Regions from separate parts of the Danio rerio genome. Here region 2 is linked to region 1. A link is a contact called in public HiCAR-type data. All regions are on one chromosome and are shown on one strand. Each heading gives the region's core, a stretch centred on a gene start, on an enhancer-like site or on the middle of the called end of the contact. The rest is flanking DNA. Distances are from core to core; before and after follow the strand shown.

What was found. HiCAR-type assays count read pairs that join an accessible place to other places.
Region 2: a HiCAR-type map of caudal fin shows a contact between it and region 1, with 4 times the contacts expected there. The contact joins the enhancer-like site here to the promoter of mipa in region 1. A contact is called at or near these places in 9 of 18 Hi-C or Micro-C datasets (caudal fin, embryo, fibroblasts and 2 more) and 3 of 4 datasets of contacts at active chromatin or transcription factors (caudal fin, embryo and gastrula embryo).

What each region holds. Positions count from the first base shown.
Region 1 is chr23:29,986,766-29,989,465 of GRCz12tu, reverse strand. It overlaps mipa (major intrinsic protein of lens fiber a), which reads right to left and starts at 1,344. Exons shown (of 4, transcript NM_001003534.1): 1 at 599-1,344; 2 at 328-492. The coding sequence starts at 958.
Region 2 is chr23:30,156,624-30,159,323 of GRCz12tu, reverse strand. It overlaps a transcript of fignl2 not described here. Among named protein-coding and RNA genes, the nearest start is that of fignl2, 85 kb to the right of the region's middle. Within about 2 kb of position 1,388, at least 16 of the 62 cell types and tissues checked have an H3K27ac peak or open chromatin away from gene starts, as enhancers often do.

The sequences.
Region 1 (2,700 bases), core at 95-2,594:
GCAATATAAATGCATGCTTTTGATTATATACATTAATATTTACTGTCCTTTTACTTCATCAGAAAAATGTTTCGACCAATTTTGGCCAATAAAAGGATTTTCTCCTATATATTTGCTTTGTTTTATTCAATGAACCTTAAACTATGGATAGTTCACCTTAAAATCTAAATCTGCTCATAAATATTTACAGTTATAAAACATATTTTCCCATTCTTATGCTTAAATGTTTGATTTTCATTCTCGTGTTGTAAAAACTGCCATGGATTAAACTCATAGGATAAGCAGTGATGTTAAAACTGAATCTTTGTCCTGTTGATGCCCTCTTACCCCCAGCAGGTGTCCCACTAGCACAGAAAAGCCAATGGACAGGGCAGCAGACCCCAGTCGCCCGTTTCTCCTCTCATCGGTCACAGCGAACACACAAACCACAAGCTGCAGGGTCAGGAATATTTCTATGGTAGTGGCCATTCCCATACTGATGCCAGGCTGAAGCTGAAATCATGCAAACACACATGCTTATCCAAATATACGAACACATAAATGGCACCTCTATGATTTAGAACATCAATCAATCAGACAAACCATTAGGCCCACTTACCGTATTCAAGGCAAGATTTCCTCTCATGTTGGTTGGCGTGACCCCATAAAGCACAGCGGCGCCAGCCAATGCACCCAAGCACTGAGCACAGATGTAGAAGAAGGCACGAAACAGGGACATCTGGGAGCCAATCAGGTATGCGAAAGTAACCGCCGGGTTGATGTGGCCACCACTGATGTGGCCGATGGATTGGATGAACGTGGCAGCTGCCAGCCCAAAGCAGAAGGCCACTTGAAGCACATTGTGTGGCCCGGTGGTCCAGCGGAGAGCAGCTCCCAGACCAAAGAACACAAAGAACATGGTGCCGTAAAACTCGGCAAACACAGCCCGCCAAAAAGACATGGACCGGAACTCCCACATGGCTGCAAAAAGTCAACAGAAGCAATGCAGAGGGAAGAAAATGGAGGGATGAAAGCCACCAAAAAAAGATGAGCAGATCTGGATGTGATCCCTTTGGTTTTTTTGCGGATGGAGACACACACACACACACAAAAAAAAAACAAAGGTGTGTGAACTATGGAAAAATAAGCATAAATGCTTCTACAAGCTACAAAGAAGTTGGCATGAAAGGCAGTCCTGCTTCACAAGACTGAAATCATCGATCCTGTTGGCTTTTGTCATAAAACCTTGAGTTTGAAACTGGCTGGTGGTCTCTGCATCTATGAGGAAGTTCTAGCTGAGGTTTAATAAAGGAACACGGATTGACAAGTGATGAGCATGTCCTGCAGACATTCAGCCTCTCTGATGGGGAAGCGTGAGGCCACAGGGGTATTTATAACAGCCGTGACCCTCTGTGACACTGTAATCCTTTGGCTGAATTGTGGGAGGGGGCTCTGGACAATACAACAAATCGAATTAAAAAAAAAAAAGAGAAAAACACAACCCCTTTCTGTCCCGCTACTTCGTTTGAACTCATGCACATGTAGTAAACCTAAACATTTTTTTTTTATGTGCATAATTGTGAACATAGTTTAAATTCCCATCTAGACATTTCCCTGTATTTATTTCCATAAAAAACTGTTCAAAAACAAATGATCTCAAACTAGAGATCATAAAAGAGATCAAACATGGGGAAAGGGAAACCGTGTATTTATTAGAAGTGGGAAGATGGTGACATTTTAGAGGATCAGCCCCAGAGCACTAGAGTTCCATCCCAGCCCGTGATGGGGAACAGTGTTGGAAACTGCCTCTTCTCTGGCCCCAGCTACAACACCAGGGCCCCTAAAAGGGTCCAGAGCCCTTCACAGTGTGGATTAAGTGCTGACACAAAGAAACAATCCCTCTCATACAACAGAAGGAGGCCTCACACGGATGTAACCATCATACCTTACACACCACATGCACAGGACAAAACAAGTGTATGGTTTTCTTTGTTGTTTAAAATAGCAATGCCTTGCGGATGAAGAGGTGGATGAAGGTAATCAATGAATTAAAATATATTTTTATATTTAGAAATACCAATCTCTAATCTCTAAAATTCATATTTTATCTTTCACTGTAACCCTTATAAATCTAATATTTATTTGCAAGATAACTGCTGCATATTTGTGTTGCATTCAACTTCTGGCATCTATAAACTGGTATTTAAGCCAGGAAGAACATATTAAAAATCAACAGGACCAGTGGGATTTAGTGTCACCCCATGAGATTTCAGTTGGGTTAAGGTCAGTGGATTGAGCTGGCTACTCCATTACCTCACTCATTTTTGCCTGAAATCAAATAACCAAGTCATCAACATTTGTCTGTGCTCGTTATCTTGTTTTAACACCCATTTCCTCTTCGGCACAGGGGAGTATAATCATTCAGTATTCTGATGTATTCAAACTTATCCATGATGCTGGTAAATGATAACTGGGCCTAACGCCACAGTACTAGAAACATCTCCATGCCAGGATTTTTCCTGCCTCTGTGCTTCACACAGTTTTCGTAGAGTAATGAAACTTAATATTGATTACTGAGGTTCATCTGATTTACTGATTTACTACTACAGCTGATCCGCATTTTTCTTTGGGTCATTTGAGAAGTTCCTTGAAAAATTTGATATGATTTTTCTGCATATATATATATTTTTTTTAACAATGCTGCTTTTGGAGGCTTCTTGC
Region 2 (2,700 bases), core at 139-2,638, 170 kb before region 1:
CCTATAGCACATGTCTTTGGACTGTGCTTAATCAAGTAATCAAGCTCTAACTTAATTTTATAAGTTACGTAAGCTGTTTTGAGTCAGTTTAACATAATATAAGTTCAATAGACTCATAAGATTAATTTGATACAGCTTAAAAATTTAAGGCAACCAAGCTTTTTTTACAGTGATGGGCAATTTTTTAAAATGTTATTAAGCAGCTTAGCCGTTTTGTAGAAAAAATAGTAATAAATATCAAAATAATAAATAATAATATCTCAAGTGTCCTTTTCATTAGGAATATTTTTTATTAGACTAACACTGAACTTTAATCATTGATCTCCTCAAAAAAATCATTAGACTTGTGATGAGCATGTACTCATATGCCTGGATTTAGATTGAATATTTGTATTCAGAACAAGAGAGTCCCATTTATGTTTATCAAAATAATGGTGACAGTATCAATAAGGAGATTTATTACTCTGCTTATTGATATCAGTCAGAATTTGTCCCTTTGAATAATAAAAAATGTAAACATAATAATAATAATAGTAATAATAATGTAGATCTTCTTGATTTTACTAGCCTCTCTTGTAAAAAAAAAAGTGCATTTGAAAAATTTGTAGATAACAATAATAGCCAAATTAGTATTCTAATTCAAGATTTAGAGTAAAAGTTACTTATAAAATATTTTTCTTCCATTTAAAAACAATACAATAGTGAAAGATGACTTCTCTTAAGTCGGATTGTATGTTTTCTGGCACAGCTGGTTGTTGCACTGAAGAAAAATATTTGTTTGCATTGGCCAAACTGATTAGCTTAAGTCACACCAAAGCAAAACCCAACAGAGGATTCTGTTTGGTCTTAATAACTTTTTCGATATTTTATTTTCACTATTTATGATGGCATTGCAGTCAAAAATAGAACAAATGAGTATGTTTAGGACAAATTCTGGACCTTTGTCAGTAAGGGGTGGGTCTTCCGAACCCCCCTGGCTACTGGCCTGAGTAAGCAGCTAATTAATAGTCAGTGAATTCCTAACTTTTTCCATATTCGGTGCAAAAGAAAAAGATATAGCTGAATCTTTGATGTGCTGAGGCAGTTCTGAAAAAATCCACTGCTCCTTTTCATGTAAACATGTTTTTAGAGCCTGGAGTAGTTTCATTGGTTTCTCTCCAGATGCTGTTTCATGGCCAGAGCTGTGAGCTAATTACACCTTTGTTGCTAATGTTCCTGCCAATAAACACTGTAACTGAGGTCAATAGTTTAGCCGGGCCTTTTTTTCCTCCATTTATTTGGGCTGTTAATGATAGGATATCAGATTCCGATCTCTTTTTCCTGTGTCGGCCCCTCTTCGCTCCCCTGCTCTCTGCCATAGCCTGGAGGAGTGTGGAGCGCGGGCCAGCATCTGGGCGAAGCCTGCTGAATGGGGCCCTTTCTTGCCAAAGCCTGCGTTCCGGCCAATGCACGGCAATGTACACTGGCGAGAACGGAACGGCTGCTATCATAACAGCTCCTCCAGGCTCGCTTTTCACATCTCCTCCTGCTTTCCTCCTTAAACTCACACCCTTCCTTTTCTGTCATCTCCTCCTGTTCCGTTCTAACCTTTCACCCCCAGCGCTCTGTCTCTCTCTGCGGGTTGAGAAGTGTAAATGAAACGTGGAACATCTCTGGCTTGGATCGGGCCGAAAGATTTATTGAAAACCCAATGCACGGTGGTCCGAGGGTCCGCTGAGGAGGTCAGATAGATGAAAATGACTTGTAACAAGATCATAAAATGCAGACAAAGCTTTGGAAAGGAGAAAGCCTTGAGCCGGGGGTTGGGGGTCATATTCCACACGCAATGAGCAGCTGAACTATTGTCTCAGGGTGGAATGATGGAGCAAATGAACAGAGTCGTGGAGCTCCACCCCTCAGGAGAGCTGGTGCATCACAAGGTCATATCATAGAGAAAGAAGAGAAGTGAATTGGAGAAGAAAGCCATTGTTATTCCTTATAATAATATTACTGGAGATCTTTCTTGTCATCGACTTTGAGGTCTTGAGGTTTCTTGTGCCTTGTTTTTCAAATGAAGAAATTTTGAAGGCCTTTTTTCGGTCAATATGCAAGAAAAGCACAGTATACAGTAAACTGTCAAACTATTTATGTAAAGCTTTTTTGTTGAAGACAAAATGATTAGCCCTTCTGATCAAATATTTTCCAAGTGATGTTTAACAGAGCAAGGATTTTTCCTTTGTAGAAAGTCTATTTTGTGGTTTGACTGGAATAAAAATAAATGTAAAAACTGCCAAGGAAAATAGAAGATTGTTTGAGGGACCACTTAATTGTTAACTTGACTTAATTGATTTGTGTTGGGACAGCCTGAATGATTTGTGTGGAACCCTGCATTGTTTACAGCAGGGGTGCTCAAACCTTTTCATATGAACGGCCAAAAACCAAATATCATTGAGAGCTGTGGGCCGAAGGTAAATATACCAAACCATATTACATTAAAGTTGTCATGGCTAATTTCCTCATTATTTCATAATATTTCAAAATAAATAACATTATTTTATTATTAGTAGTAGTTTTAATTATTATTATTCTAATCATATTAATGTAGTATAACTTATTCAATTATAACTTATTGCAGTGAAAAAACATTACCAATCACATTTATAAGACAGTTTAGTTTAAAACTAAATAGTTAAGCAGAATCTTCCTTTGACTCATTGCTCA